2 separate regions of the Gasterosteus aculeatus genome follow, and region 1 is linked to region 2. The links are chromatin contacts, called in public Hi-C maps. All regions are on one chromosome and are shown on one strand. Each heading gives the region's core, a stretch centred on a gene start, on an enhancer-like site or on the middle of the called end of the contact. The rest is flanking DNA. Distances are from core to core; before and after follow the strand shown. Region 1 holds the start of LOC120828007 (pyruvate dehydrogenase (acetyl-transferring) kinase isozyme 2, mitochondrial). Region 2 holds the start of LOC144384592.

Region 1 (5,095 bases), core at 2,366-4,865, 150 kb after region 2:
ATGTCCTTCTTCCTCTTACCTTGCGCAACTTCAGTCACTTCACATACGGAGTCGATACAGCCAATGGTATTGGGGTGGGCGGGGTTTGTGTTGCCCTTGAAGATAAGAGCTGCAAGAGAGTTAAGAAAGTTATATAGTTATACTTCAAGTACAAGTACCATACTTATTTGTAGTTAGTTATAACTTTGGTAATAACAGGTTGACATATTGTGAACTTCACATAAGTGTGAGTTTAGTGTGTTTGTGTGTGGCAGCTCACTGTGCTGGTTGATGAGCATGCGGATGGAGATGCGGCTGGTGTAGAAACGGTCTAGGAAATACTGGATGTTGTGGTCGGTGACGGCGTCCTGCCGGTCGAAAGCGTCTTTGTACTCGATGATCCCCTGAGCCATGGTGGGGACTACGTCGTTGTGCCGGTTTCTGACGGACTCCAAGATGTCCACGAACCTGAGATTGGTGGGGAATGGAAAGAGGAGAAAAGGAAAGAGCAAGGGGATGAGGACAAGACAGAGGGAGAGGAAGATGGCAGGGTTTAGGTTCAAGGAAAAAAGTTGAGAAACGTTATCCTGTCCAGTTTTGTCCCAGTTTGGCTGGTGGGTGTGCTTCACTCACATTTCAAGGACTCTGTGGTCATCGGGGCTCTTGTCCAGGAAGTCCAGGATCTCCATCAGGCTCTGAATATACCTGACAGACCACAAACACCAGCAGAGAGTCACTGGCTGTCCAGCAGCTGCTGTCCCAGGAGATATCAATAAGAGAGAGGGGGCAGAGACAGAGAGTATGTAAACACCACCACCCATCTCTGACCCTAACGTGTGTTTGTGTGTGTGTTTGTTGACGGGATTCAAAGAAAATAACTACGTGACTTTGGTTTCCTGAGCCGACCCTCCCCAACACCCCACCACCTCGTGTCCTCCTCTTCTCCCCCTCCCTCCTACACACACACCAGATCATCAGAAATTTTTCACAACATGCTGTAAAGATTGTGGAAAACAGAGAGAACTAAAAAAATAACTGTGTTAATTAATCTACTACACAGCAAAATTCTTAGAGTTAATTTTCCGGAGTTAGGCAAAAGTGTTGAAGTGCAGAGTTGAAGTCACACTGCAAAAAGTTGACAACTGTTACAGAGTCAATTGTACGAAAGAGCTGAGAGCCATTATCCAGTGTCAAGGACTTGGGTTTTTAACTCTACATAGAGTGTATTTAACACTGAGCAGATTTATTTGGACACTTATTCCGAGTTAAATTGTTAACACTTCGTTGAGTGTTGATTTAACACTGACCACTGAGAGGATTAGGACAATATAAACACCAGTTTAGAGTTAAAATTGAATCTGACAGTCAATTTAACTCTGAAATTTGCTGTGTATAGACAACAACATGAACGTAAAATCATTCAATCGACATTGCAAGATTGTGTCACTTATAGACACTTAAAAACTTTTTTTTTCTTCACGTTGTTATGTTTGCTATACCTCTCAAACTCCCTCTCAAACGGCAACATTGCAAGCCAACAACAATGAGGTCAAAGGTCAGAGGTTGTCTTGAATTAAATTAGTCTTGAATTAGCCTCAAAAAGGTCGAGAATAAATATAACCAGAGAGTTTTTGATACACATTGTCATTTTAAATGTCTCCATGATTCATTTAAATAACAGGAATACAATCTTTCGTCATCTTTCAAACTCAATATTTTCTTATGGATGATGCTGAAAGTGTGACTCGCTTTTTATAACTAAGTGAGCCAACAGATTGGAACGGGCTGTTCCTCTCTGCAACAACAAGTTGTACAGTAAAGAGGAAGAAAGGTGGGGGCTAGAGGGGGGGGAGGGGTACTGGGACAAAGTTCAGCACCACCTCCTCATTCTCTAATGCAATTTATGATTATATCATGGCGTGTTATTCATTGGGAGAGGATTAACCACGTCACAGCTCTTAAATGAGGACCTACTCTGCAGAAACAAACAAACAGTTTTGAAAGCGTTTCACAAGTCTGAAGAGTCAGAGAACGGTCTGTGCCTGAAGGGAAAACATGAAGTCATTCAAAGGTGGAATGTCACATGCACTTTTGTTAGCTGCACATATGTTTCAATACATTTTGTGAACAGAAAACCTTAGTGAATATTTTTTTTAGTTAAAGAGGATGTTGTGTATTCATTCAATATTATTATTATTATTATTATTATTATTATTAACATATATATTTCTTGTTGCACTGTGTATTTTGTTTACAACTTATGGAATAAATACAGGTATATATATATTGCACTATATGTATACTGTATATACCTAGGAAATTGCTCACCTTTTGTATATGTACAGAACCGTCAAATGTTATGTCATATATAAAGATAAGTTAATGAGACCTATTTTCGTGGAATGAAATCGTGCACTCTTCAGTGGGAGTCCAGGCCTCACCAGCTGTGCAGCAGTTGGACAGAGGGCGTGGCCAGCAGCCGCGGCGGCAGCACGCTGATTTCCTTCACGATGTTGGCCAGACGCACAGGGAGCTCCTGCCGCAGGAACACGAACGACGTACGCTCACAGGCGTTGGTGGAACCTGGAGGTCGGAACAGAAGGGTAGTCTTAACTCACACGTACTTGGTGGTCGCATGAGCGAATTGAGCGAATTGAGATGGCTGAGATGAATTGAGGTGACTTGTTAAAATGCTTTTCGCTCGGTATATTTCATATCTGGCTCGGTCATGAAGGCATTGAGATGTGGTCGAAAGCTCTACAAAGTGCACCGATGTCAAGAGTAAACTAATTATTTACGGAACTGATCATGAGGAAGACATAGTGAATTAAAACAAAACCATGGTACTGTACATCAATGAAAGGTGCTTGACCTCCCCAGGACGGTAAGTGATATCCTCTCAACCTGCTCCCCACATCTTAAACCAACCTCATATTAACAGCAACAGCTCTACGTCCACAATAAGGGAAAAGTCATGATTTGACAGTATTTCCTTGTTGTTATTGTAACACATTGTCTCATGTTCATTACATGATCATAACTAGAATGGACCACGAGCAGCAGCAAAGGAACCACGGAGGCACAACAACACTCACCGAAATCCAAAAACTGCTTCATGGACAGAGGAGAGGGGGAGAACTTGGAGAAGTGGTCGATGTGTTGTGGCATGTTGGCCTGAGCCACCGTCTTCACCACAGAGCCAACGAACCGAACTTTACTCGTCATCCTCAAAGCGGCCAAAGAAACCTTTAGGAAAGAAGATAACAATCTTTGAGTGACAGCTGAGGGGCTGAGGATGCTGTCGTTTACAGTCTGCAGTCCGACGCGCGGAAACCTTCGTTAATAGAAAGGCTCAGCCTATGGGAGAGCTCGGTGGCGGCCAGCGAATCAGAATCTACGAAGGGTCCCGCCCACTTGTATTCTGAATGTGGTAAACAAGAGTCGAATGGAAAAAATGTCAGCTGTTGTGTCCTCGTGCTGTCGTCACGTTCACACCAAGCTGCACGGCACTGCTACACTTGTTTACATGGAGGTGGAATCCAACCATTAAGTGGCTCTTTAGTAATTGTCATGTTCGTCGTTCTGACGCACAATACTATGTTTGGTTTACTGGTTCTTTTCATTAAAATAAGCAAAAAGCAAATGGAATCATGTTTGAATGGAGAAATGAGGTGTAACAGGAACTGGCATCCAGCATTCCTCAGAGGCCTTTTTTTTGCAACCTTTCCATTCACCACAGATCAAAGGGTAAAGAAACATCGTGACGGATGTTATCATGATGTTCTACATGTTATTACACAATACCTAATGGTTTCCAAATACATTTATTATATTCCATTGATTAAATGTAATGTTGTCTCTTGCGAGACAATGCCCAGAAATGGTGGTGGTGCCTCTATAGCATTGTTGAGCCTCCTTTAAAACGATCCAAATCGTGTGGAGTGACATAAAGGTGGAGGTTTTTATGATGATGCGCAGGGTCTCTGGGGCCCTTGTCCAATGAGACCTCATAGTTGAGGTAGGACCAAAAAAACATATATGTGAACCAACTTCTTCATGGGGTTAAGTATAAAAATAATTTATTTTACTTACACTTAGATGTTTCACCAAAAGGATTACCCTGTCCACTAGATATCGCTCTTGGTACTGCTGGACATATACTCACTAATATAACGACAGAATAATATTGCTGTTGTGTTTCCTCTAAGACGGAGTGTGAACATTGAGTTTTATTATATGAAAGACGCCACATGTGGACGGACACCTGCATGTTGCCATTTGATACCCGTTTGTTTCAACCCACATACTCTTGTGATAATGTGAAAAACAGTGACACACCAATGAAAGTTGTGTGTGTTTATAAGAGAGGTGTTTCAAAGAGTGTATAGATTCTATTGCACTGTTGTGTGGTGTTCGTGACCTCATTGTTTACATTAAGGGTCTTTAAAGTTTTTCAGGCCAAGGACCCCCAAACTGATGGTTTATAAAACTGATACAATTGTTTTTTACATTAAACTGGGCCTCATGCCATGTATAGACACACTTTGTTATTGTATATCCAATACTAAGCTATTGAAATAAACAGCTTCATATGAGGTGGCCGGTACAACGCCATTTATAACAGCCTTGTCAACTAATATCAATGACAGTATTATAATTGCTTGATGATCATGCATATAAGCTATTCAAGTTACAATTTTTGTTTTCAACATAGATTTGACACTTTATGTGAGTGATGGCACATTATAGTTGTTGAAGCTGAAAGATAACATCTTCTTCCTCCATTTATGTATCTGTTAAAATATGTTAGATACAATATAAAGACATCCAAATTTGTGAAAAGAAATTAGAGGAAAAACAAAATATGAAAGAAACATGGAAAATAATGTGTAATATGTTTCCTTTGAATGGATTGAGTCTCAGTTAGACTTCAGCATAATGAGACTGGAGCACCTGGGGGTTTTGCCCTAAAGCATACGTCATCATGCAGCACTCTATAGATAGAAGAGAAGAATCCTTAGGAGCTTTGAGGTGAGGTGAGGACTCCCTCTTGTGGTTGGCAGTGACCACAGCAGCACCTTGCAAGTGTTTACATTTGAAACCGTCATTAAACATG
Region 2 (5,349 bases), core at 1,949-4,448:
TGGTCAGGTTCACCCTCAAATAGCAGTGTTCGGCCCATTCCTCCTGTAAAGTACCAAGAGAGCAGGGAATAAAGTCACAACAACTAACCTCTTAAATACATAAAATTACATCATACTAGTGCAGTGCCCGTTGAAAATGTGCCTGTTTGGAACGGGCGATTACTTGGCCTGTGGTATTGCTGCTTGTAGAATTCACTTAAACAAAATTGTAGCCTACTCCAAAATGACTTACAGACCCCAAACCACTTCAAATGCAACCCCCCTGAATATCCTACTACTGACTTATTGATTTACCTGACACAAAACATTGCCCAACGGCCCTCTGCTAAACAGCACATATCTGCGTTCATCAACCACCAGAACGTGTGCGAGTACTTACCAAGATCTAGACTGAATCCAAACTGGAGTTTGGATATGATTGTTGTCATAAAGTACCGCATCACTCCCTCTCCGATAGCAAGATCACCTGAAATAAAATACTGATAATAACACAGTGGAAAAAAGTGGCAGACAAATACGGGTAACTTGATTAGCTAACATTTAACAAGCAAGGGAGAAAAATAGTCAAAATTATATTGGCTGTAATTTAGAACAGCATCCTTAATATTGATTATTCCAGATAAGAGTATATTGTGCACAATATTCACATACATAACATTTTTTATCAATTATATAATTTTGTGCATTCCATTCTCCCATTTTCCAATGGGACAATTCCATATATGCTACTTGAGTGGTATAAACTGTACTGATGTATTTATATTATAAACTTTATATTACTTACCAACCAGAGTACAATGAAGTGGACATGCCCATTCTTGCTGCTGTTTATAGAATAAGAGAAGCTCCCGTTCCCGGTCCTCTTCAGACTCCCTTACATCCATCTTCATTCTAAGCGGTTTCCCAGTTGCATGTTCCCTTAGCAGATTTTCTTTGAAAACTTTGGCAGCTTGAGTGGGTTCCTCAATAATCTTCCATTCTAAACAAACAACAACAAAGTTATCTATTCCAGAGACATATTGTGAGTTGGCATGTTACCTGCATATACAGATACCCTCTCACTCTACACAACAGGAGGAAAATTATGTTATTTCACTGATAAAACGCGGGACCCAATAGCTTAAAAATCTGTCACAACGCCGAGTTGACATAAAAACGGCATTCAACAAAAACTAAATATTAGAAAAATAAAAAAAACAGGTGCATGTTATTAATTGCCTGTAACTATTATCTTATCCAATTCTATATTAAAAGTGTTCGCTTTCTATTGACTTTTCAGTTACACACAATCTTATAGCAACACTATTGTGATGACACATACCACTGTCTGTTTCTTTGCGATCCAACTCCTCGTTGACCATCACTGCTGGAACTACTGCACTCTCAGCTGATGTTTCAGACCTCACTGGAACACTGTCACTGACTAGGGCTGTCTCACTATCATTTTCTTCCCTTTGGCCTCCCTCTTGTTCTCTTTCCTCCATGGGTGTCCTCGAAGTGAACAGAATCGAAATGGTCATACTGGCTTATTTGTGTGCACAACACTCCAAGAGGACATATTCCCAAAGAAAATGAATATGCTACCCTCGCATTGCTTTAGGAAGTACATACCCATTGCAGCTCAATCTGTGCAGCTTCATCTCTGAAAAGGGAACTTCCATCTGACAAGTGATGCAGGGGATGACTGGACCAGAGGCAGGACGTGAGCTCTCCTAACAACAAATGGCTTTTAATTAATGATTAAAAGTCACCAGTAATCTTTGTTTTGATTATGTATTAAACTAGGTCTCTGTAAATTTATGTACACAATCTAAGGGTAGATCCTGTTGAAGTGGACGTATGTAGATTGTAGCCTGCCCAATCATCGTCGATGGATCTTTCAGATAGGCAAGGGTGTATCCAGTGCTGGGACACTGAAGCAATGCAAGATTTCGACTGCGAGTAGATCCTAAAAGTTTTAGAAGTTCAAAGCCTCCCCCTTGTTGGAGCTTCGGAAACACTTCAATCAGTTTATTTGTTATAACCATGGGATCGTGGTCATTCCCTGGAGAAAAATAAAATAAAATCATAACTCACCTCACCTTAAACCTTTAAAACAAAGCAAATAAGCCTGTGATAACTATTATTCACAGTATTAAAATGAATTACGTTTGAGTCACTATACAATTAAATGCAAATAATTTCAATGAACACAATTTGTTTTGTTTTGGTAAATGCCTAGTTTCGCACTGACCTGAAAATGTTACTTTTTGCTCTCCAAGTCCTGAATGAGGAAGTTCAGCTATAACCAGTACGCTTGGCATTTTATCCGCATTGTGGTCAGCCAAACAACAGACAGTATTTGTGTAGCTTCTTCGGCTAACTTGGACTTGTGCTGGTCGTCTCGTCATATTCCTTCTGGCTCCAATGTTGTATGGCGCAAAGAGCCTTGCTACCTCCGCTGCAACACAGAAAAACGTCACCGCTCAATGGTCACCAGTCAGCTAAAACAGTCTCTACTTCTATCTTGGGATGCTCAAACCAGCTAACACCATTAGCTAACTAGCGGGTTTTATGCTCCACCAATTAACAACGAACGTGTCGCGCACGAAACATCATAATACCACATACAAATACATTTTCGAGTCGATCTAATTTAACCCACACGTGTGTCCCGAATCATTAATGAGTAGCACACCTGGCTAACATGAAATTACTTAGCTTACCTTGGACAGGTGTACGTGATTGAGCGGCCGGTATCTGCTGTGACTGAGCCGCCGGAGCCGTTGGACTTCTGCTCAGAGCTTCCTCAATCAAATTCGCTGCTTCTCTCAGCAGCTCCGGGCAACTTTTTGACATTTTGTCCTGCACCTCGCACGGCGTCTGCGTCCTTGGTCATTGGGGCTAGCAGGACCGCGTCATCTCCTTGATTTTTAGCCGTTGCAATGAAAGTTCTGTTTAACAGCGTATCCAAACCAACGTAGAGGTGAATAGCGTCACCCAGTGTATTGGAATGTGTTCAGTAGCTCTGCAGCGATCCATTATCTGGAATTGATTTGTCTTGACTTGATGCACAGGGTAACCAATCAGGCGTTATGTTCCGCCTACCAACTTTTGATGGGTCAGTTTGACAGTTTTAAGTAATTCATGAAGCGCTGCAACGCAGGATCATGAAATGTAAATGTAAATAGTGAAATAGTTATATATGCATTTTACATACAATGAATCGGTATTTTAATTAATTAATGACACATTTAATGACACATTTATTTATTTAATTCCAATTTTAATTAATGAATGACACATTTAAGTAATTATTTAATGGTGTATTTATTTATTTAATTGTGGCACTTTTAGTCCTCCATAGCATAAGAGGCCAGACACTGATATGGTTGTACTTACAGTCTTTCTTACTTCCATTGTGCTTTTTCCTGTAAAGTGCATTACATCAGTCTTGTTCAACTCTCTTTCAACTGAAATAAACGTGAGGCCTCCACCTCCTCCTTCCTGTCATTATCCATGCATTCCCTCTCTGAGAATAAGCTCTATCAAGTTCATGTGTGATTTGGCTTAACATAATTATACCCCTCCACCGCTACATCTGGATCACTCTCGCTCCCTCTCTCCCTTGCTCCCTGGTGTCGCTTGTGGACTTATAAACAGTAGACAATTAGGAGCGGAGGATAGTTGTATTAATTAGCAGGTAACAAGGGATGAGTAAAAGAGGGATTGATTGATGGATGGAGGTATTGAGCTTATAGAAAGTCAGATTGTACATTTTCACTGCTGTTAAGGGTGATCCTATTGTAATACAGAACACACCAGAATGGGCAGGAGTGTATAGAAAAACATATCCTGCTCAACATGATATATTCTTTTGTAGAATCCTAGAGAATGAAGAATTAACATAAAACGTATGTCCTCTAGGGGCGGCATGGTGGTGTAGTGGTTAGCACTGTTGCCTCACAGCAAGAAGGTCCTGGGTTCGACTCCGCCCAGTGGCCTTTCTGTGTGGAGTATGCATGTTCTCCCCGTGTCTGTGTGGGTTCCCTCCGGGTACTCCGGCTTCCTCCCACAGTACTCTGGGGATCAGGTTGATGTAGGTGTGTGATGTCTCTGTGTTAGCCCTGTGATTGGCTGGTGACCATCCAGGGTGTACCCAGTCTCTCGCCCGAAGGATAAGCGGTTTGCGGATGGATGTTTGTTCTATACAAACAGATCAGAGCTGTATCCTTTCACACATTTACAACATAAATACCACTTTGTATTTTCATTGAGCCCTTTCAATCAGAAGGTATACGGGAACATGCCAACTTAAGCATGACAACCATTGTGCAGGTTTCAGTGACTACAACCAGTCAGTTGATGTCAGTCAATGTCTAATGGGCTCTCCACACACTACATTAAAAAGTCTAACCCAAAATGTGATGCTAGCTGTTGTGACTAGCCTCGTTCTGCCTCCGGACATTTATTGGCCTTTATTTGGTTGTTGAGGCAGTCATCTGGTATTTGTTGTTGTTACGAGTGGTCTCTGTCTCTCTCTCTGTGTGAGTGGAAGGAGTGTTGAGCTTGTGGAGCGTGATTGTGAGCGTCTGATAGTCCGTTCGTTATTTCTTGCTGCTAATGTGGTGAATTCTAAGTGTTGTGGTGTGCAGGGTTCGTGGTGTTAGTGCACATAAAAGGGGTTTGGGTGATTGTTGTGGGTAGTTTGCGCTACACGCCGGCATGACGCTCACGGAGCTAACGAGGAAGCAAGGCTTCAAAATACCGCCGCGCTTCCCATGCTTGGTGGAAGAATGCAGCCTGGCGTTGTGGGAGATGGTCGGCCACAGCAACGTGAAGTCCGCAGCGCGGATGAACGGGGCTGTGGTCATATTTGTTGGCAGCGTCGTCATAGAGAACAGGATCGAGGTAGAAGACTACTTCTCTGACAAAGAGACCTTCTCCGAGTCTGTCAGATCATATATGAGCAGTGCAGGGAGAGGAGGTCTCACTGATCGGGAGGTCTTCAGGCTGCGGAAGCTGATACTGAAGGCCAGAGGAGAAACACACGGACCTCTGGGCTCGGAGGCATGACGTCCTCCTCCGATCCCACCACCCTGAGATCCTGGACCTGAAGTGGACTCTTCTCGGGCGGGAATCCATCTAGCTTAACGGGAGAGACCTGAGTGGGAGGACGGAGAGGCTGTCCGAGGTGGAGAAACGACGTAGGGGAAGAGACTCCTGACTCTACCGACCGGTTTCTGGCTTGTGGTTGTTTTTTATGTTATGTTATTATTTTTCTAGAGCTGAAGGCCTAAGTATGACCACCATGCAGGCTTTCAAGAGACAATGACGCGAGGAATAGTGAACACGGGGACGATGTGAAGA

What was found. A called contact is a pair of places that touch in the nucleus more often than the background predicts.
Region 1: a contact with region 2 is called in a Hi-C map of skeletal muscle, with 2.5 times the contacts expected there. The contact joins the promoter of LOC120828007 here to the promoter of LOC144384592 in region 2. A contact is called at or near these places in 3 of 6 Hi-C or Micro-C datasets (skeletal muscle and whole body).

Annotation. Positions count from the first base shown.
Region 1 is chr11:2,518,860-2,523,954 of fGasAcu3.hap1.1, forward strand. It overlaps LOC120828007 (pyruvate dehydrogenase (acetyl-transferring) kinase isozyme 2, mitochondrial), which reads right to left and starts at 3,616. Exons shown (of 11, transcript XM_040191275.2): 1 at 3,075-3,616; 2 at 2,421-2,562; 3 at 613-684; 4 at 260-447; 5 at 20-109. The coding sequence starts at 3,204. It overlaps LOC120828009 (a long non-coding RNA gene), which reads left to right and starts at 2,562. Exons shown (of 2, transcript XR_005713475.2): 1 at 2,562-2,863; 2 at 3,024-3,622.
Region 2 is chr11:2,367,747-2,373,095 of fGasAcu3.hap1.1, forward strand. It overlaps LOC144384592, which reads right to left and starts at 3,199. Exons shown (of 12, transcript XM_078084379.1): 1 at 2,706-3,199; 2 at 2,234-2,440; 3 at 1,806-2,044; 4 at 1,612-1,712; 5 at 1,322-1,491; 6 at 785-979; 7 at 380-466; 8 at 1-43. The coding sequence starts at 2,838.